2 separate regions of the Sus scrofa genome follow, and region 1 is linked to region 2. Evidence: chromatin contacts called from public Hi-C data. All regions are on one chromosome and are shown on one strand. Each heading gives the region's core, a stretch centred on a gene start, on an enhancer-like site or on the middle of the called end of the contact. The rest is flanking DNA. Distances are from core to core; before and after follow the strand shown. Region 1 has its middle 66 kb from the start of PIK3CG. Region 2 has its middle 160 kb from the start of NAMPT.

The links. Hi-C and Micro-C count contacts between places; a contact is called where the count stands out from the background.
Region 1: a Hi-C map of retroperitoneal adipose tissue shows a contact between it and region 2, with 2.1 times the contacts expected there. The contact joins two enhancer-like sites. A contact is called at or near these places in 14 of 47 Hi-C or Micro-C datasets (alveolar macrophages, embryonic fibroblasts, epiblast stem cells and 7 more) and 1 of 2 datasets of contacts at active chromatin or transcription factors (skeletal muscle).

What each region holds. Positions count from the first base shown.
Region 1 is chr9:106,636,487-106,641,958 of Sscrofa11.1, forward strand. No RefSeq gene overlaps it. Among named protein-coding and RNA genes, the nearest start is that of PIK3CG, 66 kb to the right of the region's middle. Within about 2 kb of position 2,770, at least 8 of the 83 cell types and tissues checked have an H3K27ac peak or open chromatin away from gene starts, as enhancers often do. A contact at or near this core is called in omental adipose tissue and retroperitoneal adipose tissue, where this site is marked.
Region 2 is chr9:106,321,678-106,327,225 of Sscrofa11.1, forward strand. No RefSeq gene overlaps it. Among named protein-coding and RNA genes, the nearest start is that of NAMPT, 160 kb to the left of the region's middle. Within about 2 kb of position 3,789, at least 4 of the 83 cell types and tissues checked have an H3K27ac peak or open chromatin away from gene starts, as enhancers often do. A contact at or near this core is called in omental adipose tissue and retroperitoneal adipose tissue, where this site is marked.

The sequences.
Region 1 (5,472 bases), core at 1,520-4,019, 310 kb after region 2:
GAAGAGGGCAGGGTTGAGGAAGGGCAGGAGATGTCCTCTCTGTGTTCATGACCAATGCTGATCCATTTGGACTAATTACTTCCTTTGTTCAAAGCCAATATACCAGCCAACATATTAAGTATAATAAAAAAGCTAGTACAATAAGTATTCCATTTCCAGCTATAATCCCTCTCTTTCTCTTAGAGAACCTTCATCAACTCCACTTTCTGGCTAGAGTTAATTCTGCTCCAGTACTTAGCATAAAAGCAGTACATAGCTAAAAGCAGTAGTGAAGCTTGGCTTTTTTTCTGGGACCCAAATAAAAATCATGGCTGTTGCAGCTGCCTGTTCCTGCCCAGAAAAGCACTCTTTCTCCTTGCTGCAGTGGAGATGGGGGTTGGCGGGAGAAGAAACCAAATTCTCAGCTGAGTGTCTTCTAAGAGGCTCTTGCTATTTGCTAACACACAGTGCAACCCTGGCACCCTTTGTGGTTGCTCTGAAGGTCTCCCCAGGAGATACCCTTTCTCACAACAGCCCAGTGTTGATTGATTTCATGTCCACTTAGGATGGACCATGAAGTTGCTCTCTTTATTCTTTTTCTTTTTGCCCATGGCATGCAGAAGTTCCTGGGCCAGGGATCGAACCCACACCACAGCTGCGACTCAAGCCACAGCAGTGACAGTGCCAGATCCTTGAGCTGCTGCGTCACCAAGGAAGTCCATTTATTCTTAATTTATAATACCTCGCAGCAACATTACAAAGTTGAGGGTTACATTTTTATGGGTCATTCATTTATTCATTCAACAAGTATTTATTGAGTATTTCTAGACATGGCAGGAACTTATTAAGCATAGAGTAAGTAAACAAATTGATATGTAACGTAAGATAGCGATAAGTAATAGGAAGAAAAATAAAGCAGAGTGAGAGGGTAGAAAAATACAGGCAGGGAGTGACAACATTAGTGATATGAAATGGAAAACCAGTCAGTTTTCCTTTCTCCGTGTCTACAAGGTAAACACCTATTGCACTGCAACTGATTTCAAAGAATTTCAATGCAGCTGCCTGGGATATGGGACATTGTAAAAAGTCACCACAAGTGTTGCATCTTCAGCCTTGTTGATCTAGAAATCCAGTTTTGTCCATTCACCCAGGGAGGATCAGATTCTGACAGATTGATCCCGGCTAATCATACAAAGGGAGATACACTTATAAACCAGAGTGTTAGTTTCTTGATCTATAAAAGAAGGTATATCTGACCAGTCAGCAGGCTCTGCTCTTTGCTTGAGCATGTCTTTCTGGCAGGGAAGTCCTCTTAGAAAAACACACTAATGCCATATTTAAATGTTTGACTACCATGGCAACCCATAGGGACACTTTTGCATGCACCTATGCCTGCAGGTGTGTGATTTGAAGAGCAGACTGTGACTCTTTGTGATTAGAAAAGGGTATCCTACTTTCTGGTAGATACAGGCCCATGATGATGAGGGGAAGGTGGGCTGGATTTCACCCCCAACTCATTTCTTAGGGTAGGGGTCGTTGTGCAGTGTAAAACCTAGGCAAGAGTATATAGCAGACCTAATAGAAGCAGTGAATTAAAACAAGAGTAATTGGGTATTTTAAGGAATATTTCCATTAAAGTATATGGCATATGGTATCAAGAAGAGTGACTGTCATGAAATGATGTCTTTTCACCTTCCAGTGTATGTGAAACCTATTTAAAAAAATCAAAGTTTCCTTTGTTAATCCCATATGAAATAATGGATCCAACTCTAAAGAGGTCCTTTTGGTCTTTTCTAGGGCTGTACCCGCAGTATATGGAGGTTCCCAGGCTAGGGGTCTAATCAGAGCTGTAGCCACCGGCCTACACCAGAGCCACAGCAATGCCAGATCCCAGCTGCATCTGAGACCTACACCACAGCTCACTGCAACGCCAGATCCTTAACCCACTGAGCAACCTACAGTTACTAGTCAGGTTCATGAACCACTGAGCCATGACAGGAATTCCTTCTTTTTTTTTTTTTTTTTTTTTTTGTTAAACATCCAACAGTGGCTGAAAATATTTTAAAGTCATTCTGGAAAGTGTTCACATTTCCACACTCTATTTCACTGCAAGAAAAAGGGCAAATTCCAGCAAGAGAAGCTGGAATCCTGGAGAGAAAGAGATGAGACAACTTGGGTTTGCCCCTCCCCCTGCAAGGGTAGCTGAAATCAGCCAGTTCAGCAAACAATTGTACTGCCCCCCCACCCCCCACCTGTTAGAGAAAAGGACAGCAAACAACCTGCAAAAGGCCACATCAAGTTTTATCCTGATATGCAGGTCTGATCCACTCCCTTGCTGGGCCCCCTCGGTGTGGCCAAGCCTGGAGGTCACTCTTCCCCTTCCTTTCTCCTCTATCTGTCCTTCCCTGGGGCTTGCCTTAAAGGACAGTTTCTTGATCAGAAGAAATCAATTCTAAGACATTAACCACTTGAAAACAGTGATCGGGTCACCCCTACCATTCATGGGCTCTAAGACAAGAATGTGATAGAGGCCCACAAACCGTCTATGTATTTAGACGTTATCATCAATGCTAAGGAGCTGCTGAATGAAACATGTTCTGTTCTCCTACCTGATAAATGTACCTTCCAAGGGACCCAGAATGCCAGGTGGCAGTACAGGGAAAGCCAGCTCCTGGCCACAGCCAACCCTGCACTTGGGGTTTCCTCTGGCTCTGGTAGATACAACAGCTCACAGAGCCAAGCTCCATCCACATCCCCAGGGACGGCTGTCCCCAGGCCAGCCACCTCTGAGGCCTAAGGCTGTCAACAACAGGGTACGCCCCCTGGAGGTCAGACCAGGAAAGAGCCCGTGCAAAACCTGGGAGCCCGCTCAGTGGTGGCAGAAAATTCCAGGCGCCTGGCACCTTGATGAAGGTCTGGAAGGCTGGTCCTCGACTCCAGGTGGCATATCCTCTTGAGTCCACTGATTGCCCCACCACACGAGGATGGACAGGGCCAGAGCAGGGTCCTCTAAATACAGACCTGGCCTGGATCTAAGTGGTACTGTCACTGATTATTTGATTTTTAGTCCTAGCTACTTCAATTATGAGTCTGATCTCAAAGTGCAGTCCTGAAGAAGCCTGTTAAAATGTAAATTCCTAAGCCTTAGCCCAGACCTAGGAATCAGTTGATCTGGACAAAGTTTCAAGGAATCTTTATTTTTTTTTTTAATCTATAATGATTTTTATTTTTTTACATTATAGCTGGGTTATAGTGTTCTGTCAGTTTTCTACTGTACAGCAAGGTGATCCAGTTACACATACATATACACATTCTTTTTTTCTCCCATTATCATGCCCCATCATAAGTAACTAGACAGAGTTCCCAGTGCTATACAGCAGGATCTCATTGCTTATCCATTCCAAAGGCAATGGTTTGCATCTATTAACCCCCATTTTTTTTTTTTTTTTTTGGAATCTTCATTTTTAAACAATCTTCCTAAATGACTCTTACTCTGAAAGTTGAGAAATGTTATCAAACAGCTCGGGCCCTGCCTTTCACAGGAATCTATAAAATCTATCCCCTAACGCTGGGCCCCTGAATGAACTAATGAATGGCTCTCCATCCTAGAGATATTATCATCTAGATAACCTCGTGAGACTTCCAGAAGCTAAGGCCAGACTCTTCAGCAGAGGGTTAGATAAACACTGACCACACTGTACTCGCCAGTTCCAAGAACACCATTACTTAATTCCTGGCAAGTAGCAATGTAATTGAATAGGTCACAGTTTGCTTCTAGCCAGCTTCGTGGGAACACCGTGATCTCTTATCAAAGATTCTGAAAACATGCATGGTTTCCCAACTGTAGTGGGGCAATTTTTTAATTATTACTCAATTCTGTGCCATTTAAGTCCCCTCATTCTTTCCTTTCACCCACCATTCAGCAGTCTGTGGGCACCTTCTGAATAGCTCACCTTCAGGGTAGAACCATCCAGGCAGAACAAAAGCCATGGGTTATAAGCTACCAGGAAGATTTTGGTCAATCTATAGCAAAGACCACTGTCTGCTTTCTACTGGAAGGGGCATGCATCTGAGAGAAGAAAAGTGAGTTTCTCCTTTTTAAAAAAATTGCAAATACCAGAGCTTAACTTTAAATATCAAGATCCAAAACCCATGAATTCAGAGAACCTTATACCATAACCCACTGATAGAAGAAGAATGCATATGCTGACTTAAAGTAGGTAAAAATGTAATGAATGGGGGAGAAAAATCAGAGTGAATAGGACTGGAATTCAGACACTGGTAAGTCCCTGAGAAAGTCCCCAGCTTTCCATCCCCAGTACCAAGTTCTGAAGGGGACAGTGGGAACAGCAAGTTAGATATTCAAACAGAAACCCCAGATGAGACCATGGAAGGCTCTAAGGAGAAGGGCCAGAGCCTGGTTTCCTGGTGAGATGCATGCTTCCTGAGAGTCTGCAAGCTTCATAGAGAAATCCTACATCCCACATGGCACTGGAGTGATAGATGGGCAATGGTCAAGCAAATAGTCGAGCATATGGGCCTGAGAGAGCCCTGCACACCCAGCAGAGGCCAGCAGGGACAGAAACTACCTTAGCCCAAATTAACCACATCCCACCCTGCCCCTTTGGGATAGCTAGGAGAACTGAAGAACGAAGATGGAAGGAATCTGAGTTTCAAACTTGAAGCAACTGGATCATCTTATTAAGCTTCCATTATCCACCATTAGAACCAGAAAGCAAAGTTAAATTGCATTACACAGTTGCCAAGGGGGGAAAGGGTTCAGAGTGGCATGGACTGGGAGTTTGGAGGTGGTGATGCAAACTATTACATTTAGAATGGATAAGCAATGAGGTTCTTCTGTAGCATAGGGAACTATATCCAGTTTCTTGAGATAGACCAAGATGGAAGATAATAATAAGAAAGGGAATATATAGAGAGAGAGAAATTAGCACAATATTATAAATATTGTAAAAAAAAAATTGTCTCTTTTTTTTTTAAGGGCCACACCTGCAGCATATGGAGGCTCCCAGGCTAGGGGTCGAATTGGAGCTGTAGCTGCCAGCCTACATCACAGCCACAGCAACAATGGATCCAAGCCAAGTCTGTGACCTACACTACAGCTCACAGCAACACCGGATCCTTAACCCACTGAACAAAGCCAGGGATCAAACCTGTGTCCTCAGAGATACTAGTCGGTTTCGTTAACCACTGAGCCATGACAGGAACTCCAAAAATCTTTTAAATTTTTTAAAAATTTAAAAAATTTCATTACAGAGAAATTGATTATATTTTTTGCATGCCTGGGGTACACAGTCTGACCCTGTAACACAGGTAAAATATCCAACCTGCCACATAAGCAACAAATTCCTTGGACCTAGGCTGTTGTGTGTATGGCTATTTCCAGACAAGAACGTGTCACTTTTTACCAGCTTCCTTTTGAGAGGAGAGAGGAGACTCTTTCTGGATTCTCAGATTCATGATTTCAGATTCTGG
Region 2 (5,548 bases), core at 2,539-5,038:
TTACTGGGGAAAAATAAAACCAAGAAACAAACCATGCTGTCTGTACATCTGTCATGTTGCACAGGGAAGGGCATCTCCCTCTCCAGGCTAGAGTTGTCTCTGGAAGTGCCTTCCCATGGTGGAAATTCCCAGAGAGCCCACTGGCATGGAAGGAGATATCTGTGTTTTTCTAGAACAGGAGGGGCTAACTTTCCCCTGGAACCTGCTACAAACTGCATTTATATTCCACCCACAGGAGTCCTTTGCTCCTTGATGTAAGAACGTCTTTCATGGAATGGGTTTCTCCATGGGAAGGAACACAGCAAAAAGGTACCAAGACCAGCCCTTGATCCCTTATTTCCACTACCAGCTAAATGGCAGGTTCCTCTCCAGGTACAAAGGTGGGGACCCAGACAAAGCCTGCGTCCTGCCATAGCTCTGGAGCTCTGCGGGGATTTCCACCAGCTCCCTGTCTGTGTCACTCAGTGTAGGGTGTTCCCAGCACGGCTCCCCGCCTCCACGCACCTCCTCCGCACCCCCAGGAGAATTCTGCTGTGTGAGGATGAATCGGCAGAATTTGCCAACAGTTGAGTCGAGGCAGGCATCTGGGTCCCAGTTGGGAGCTGCAACTGTCTCTCCTCCCCTTGGCAGGCAATCTCTCTGCCTAAGAATTGCCTTCCTGGGAGTTCCCATTGTGGCTCAGTGGGATAGGAACCCAACTAGCATCCATGGGGATGAGGGTTCGATCCCTGGCCTCACTATGTGGGTTAAGGATCTGGTGTTGTCGTGAGCTGTGGTGTAGGTCATAGACACAGCTCAGATCCCACGTGTCTGTGGCTATGGTGTAGGCCAGCGTCTGCAGCTCTGATTCAACCCCCTAGCCTGGGAATCTCCATATGCCAAGGGTGTGGCCCTAAAAAGCAAAAAAAAAAAAAAAAAAAAAAAAAAAAAATTGCCTTCCTGCTCAGTCCCTATGTCACATGCTCCTAGCCATTCTTCAGCTCTGTCCCCACTGCTGGCGCCGCTCAGGAAGAAGGGCAGGGAGGTTCCAACTCCCCAGGGTGAGTCCTTTGTGGCCCACACGGCTCTACAGACATGCCCGCAACATTACAGGCATGAGAACACAGCGCCGCCCAACAGCAACTGAACCCCCAAAACACTGATTTACATTTTCTACAGAATTAAGTGATTCTTTAGAGGTGGTGTGGACTCTTCAGAGAGAGGGATGTTGGCCTGAGGCTGGAGTAGATGGGCCCAGTTTTACAAATCATTTCTTCTCTGTGGCTGACCTTCTATGGCATAACACAAGGCCTTTGTTTTTCCTTCAGTTTGAGAACTTTCCCTTCTGACCTTGCTTTGCATAAGATACCTATGAAAGGTCAAAGATAAAGCCGCTGACAATCCCAGCATCTCACTGGAGACAGACATTTTTATCACCTCTCATCAGGGTGAGTCACCAAGGGGATATTTTGATTCCATCTCCTTTCCTTTTTTTCACATCCCCTCCTGTGTGATGTGAACAAGCCAGGAAATTTTTGCTTTCTTAATAATACATATCTTATTATGAGGCTTATAGCATCCTGCTAGGGTGAGCAGAGAAAGTCTTACCCCAATTTTTCAGATGGGGAAACTGAGGCTCAGAGACGTTGCACAACCTAGCCAAAGTTGCCCACGTGGAAAGTGGGAGAATCTGGTCTGAATTTTTTCTTTTTCTTTTCATTCTTTCTTTTCTTTTTTCTTTTTTTTTTCCTGCAGCATATGGAAGTTCCCAGGCCAGGGTTCGAATCCGTGCCACAGCTGTAACCAGAGCTACAGCAGTGACAACACCAGATCCTTAACCTGCTGAACCACATGGAAACACCTAAAATGTTTTTGTTTTTTACTCTACACTCAAGATCTGTTTTGTTAAAACGAACAGCCAAAAGGAAAACTAAGGATCCTAATAATTCATGGTGGGATAATCAGCCTGCCAAATAGGTTAATTGTTTGTTAAATTTTTAGTTTCTGATGTTTCTATCTATTAAAATCGTGATGGGCATGGAACCAACTGTATTCCCTACAGATGATCACGCGTGCACGCACACACACACATGGGATTACGTAGTACTAAAGTGAACAGCTGTTACCACGGAAACTTCTGAAAATATTACACTTGCAGGAGTGTAAAAGGGGCCCAGAGGAGGATGTATTTTGACTTTTTAATGACTCGTCAGCTTCACCCAGTGTATGTGTTCAAGTTTTGCCCTCAGACGTTCTAAAACATTCTATGATGAGCTCAAGAGACAACAAATGATAGCTGTTAAAAACTCTCAGGAAAGCCCTCTCCACTTGAGATGAAAGAGACAGGCATGTATGCACAGCATCTTGGAGAAGACAAGGCAGGGCAGGGGGATGGAAGGCAGGAGGGTTTGGAAAATGTGCGGAGGGGCATCACTGCTGTGGATCAAAGTTTATCTCCATACGTCTTGGTGAGCAGAATACAAGCAGCTTGTTTCCATGGCTCCCCCGACTCCTGGAGCCTGGGACCCTCTGGGCTGTCTGCTAGACATTCTACTCAACCTCCCTGGCCCCTGGTTCCTGTGGAGGAAGTTACCCATAATGCTTGTCCAATCAGTGACTTTCTGTACCCAAGCCATTTTTTCCTACCCATGCCTTTTTTGTTTGTTTGTTTTTTAGGGCCACGCCTGTGGCATGTGGAAGTTACAGGCTGGGGTAGAATCAGAGCTGCAGGTGCTGACCACAGCCACAGCAACGTGGGATGTGAGCCTCATCTGCAATCTACACCACAGCTCACAGCAATGCTGGCTCCTTAACCCAGCTGGATCCTTAACTGAGTGAGGCCAGGGATCACACCCAAGTCCGCATGGATACTAGTTGGGTTCATTACCACAGAGCCACAATGGGAACTCCCTCCCACCCATTCTCTTACAGGCTTATGGGTGACTTGCCTGTGTACCAGACAAGATATTGCAGCTCCCCCCTTGATGCTTTCTGGAAACTTATCTGGAAAATAACATTCTACCCACCATTTATGCTATTCTCTGCACAAAGAGATTACATTAAATGGGAAAGACAGCTGTGAAATCCTATCATTTGTATATAAATGGGATGAGTTTGATGGGAGGAGGCTAGGCACAGGGTACTAAAGACAGACAGGCAGGAATACCATAGGTCCATCTGAAAGCCTCCAGCAAGGCACAGAGCTGGGCATCTGCCAGACATAGGCAGGGAAAAGCATTCTGGATAGAGAGAACAGTGTATGCAAACTCAGAGACATGAAAAAAATGCCATGTTTGGCCAAAAGCCAAAATGTCTGTGTTGTTAAATATGTATGCCTGAGTGTGTGTGTGTGTGTGTGTGTGTGTGTGTGTGTGTGTGTGTGTGATATTCTTACACATGCCATAAGACCAGTCAAGGGCCAGGGTGGAAAGGTCACGTGTGCTCTGTCTTGGAATTTGCATTTGGTCCCACACCCGTGAGGTGGGCTTTCAAGCAGTAAAGTGACATGATCAGTTCCAAGGTCTAGAAAGGAGACTTTGGTGGCAGTGGGGTGGAAGGGGAAGAGACTAGAGGCAGGGAGGCCAGGAGGAAGCAGCTGCAGTCGTGGAAATGACAGAGGACATCAGGCCCAGCCAAGGTGGGCAGTGAGCCCACAATGACAGTACTCAGGGGCACGAAAAAGGAAGACACTGTTGTAAATAACCCAAATGATGAACAAGGAGGGAGGGCTGAATATCCCTGAGTGCCACTTCCGTGGGAGGCCTCTGCCAAGGAGGGGTCAAGAAAACCCTATGTTCAAGAGGATCGCTATAGGAGTTCCCGTTGTGGCTCCACTGAACCCAACTAGTATCCATGAGGATAGGGGTTCGATCCCTGGCCTTGCTCAGTGGATTAAGGATCTAGTGTTGCCGTGAGCTGTGGTGTAGGTCACAGACGCGGCTCGGATCTGGCGTGGCTGTGGCTGTGGCATAGGCTGGCAGCTGTAGCCCGACTGGACCCCTAGCCTGGGAACCTCCATATGCCACAGGAGGAGCCCTGAAAAGACAAAAGACCAAAAAAAAAATTGTTATAAAGCAGGCAGAGAGTTTTGCATTTTTTGATCTTTGAAAGGAATAGTAAAATAGTTGCTTAAGAAAGGCTTTAAAACCACTAGTTTTTTTTTTTTTTTTTTTTTTAAATCAAGTGTACCTTCTGATCAAAGAGGTCTAGCTTACAGGGACTGATAAGGTGGAGGCAGAATATTTCCTTATTTCACTTTAGCTGAAGACATTTCTGTATTGCTTTTGCACTTTTTTTTTTTTTTTTCTCTCCTGCAATTAATCTGCCACCTCGTGGCCTAATGAGAAATTTCAGTTTTTACAGACTGGAGAGGGAGAATGGATGAAGCAGGAATCAGTATTCTTTTGGCCAATATAAGCATCAATACAGTACTAACCATCATGAATAATCCATCAATACAGGAGTGCCTTCCTCTGACTATAAAATGCCCCTCTTACCTGCTATCCAGAAAACATTTGTAATTTCCTTTAGAACTCTGGAATAAGAGCTTGGCTTAAAGACACCTCTTACATCTGTATACTTCTGAGTTCATTCAATAAAAACTGGAATATACTTCATATTTTAATGAGAAGAGAAACTGCCCTAAAAGCTACAGAGGGTCATCTGATTATTTTCAACTTACAAACTATAGCTTAAAAGTAATAATGTGAATTTATACACACAGAAGAAACCTGGATACTGAAAAAACACCCATTAAACTAAAACAAGTGAACACAGGCTGATGAATGACATCCCTGTTCTCTGGTCAAGTCTTGAGATCAGTGTTTAATAACTGATCTTCTTGAGAAACGGAGAGGAGTGCTTATGTGGGGCAAGAGTGGTCCTTAAGTGGAATCACTTCTTGGATTCTACACAAAACAAATGAGCAAGGGCCCCATCCCTATGCATCCCCTTAGTCAGGAGTGCAGTGCAGCAAGGTGGAAACGGGGCCTGCCCAGGGTTCTGTTGGCCTCTGCTGTGCAGACGTTTAACCTTTTAGTGGAAAACAGTGAGGCCAGGAGGGGAGTCCCAGAGACGGGATGGGCTGTGGCACTGGAAAGCCAGACTAGTGTACACTGGCTGAGTCTTAGCCCCGCTCTTAGTTCCCCCTGCTCAACCTCAGAAATGCTGCCCAAAGAAAAATGTCTTTAATTTAATTTAATTTAATTTATTTATTTTTGTCTTTTTGCCATTTCTTGGGCCGCTCTCACGGCATAGGGAGGTTCCCAGGCTAGGGGTCGAATCGGAGCCATAGCCACCGGCCTATGCCAGAGCCACAGCAACACGGGATCAGAGCTGTGTCTGCGACCTACACCACAGCTCACGGCAACACCAGATCCTTAACCCACTGAGCAAGGCCAGGGATCGAACCCACAACCTCATGGTTCCTAGTCAGATTCGTTAATCACTGAGCCATGACGGGAACTCCTCTTATTTTAATTGAGAGAGAACTCCATATATAATCTTATTCGTTTCAGGTGTAAAACGCAATGATTCGATATTTGTATACATTGCAAAATGATGAGAGATG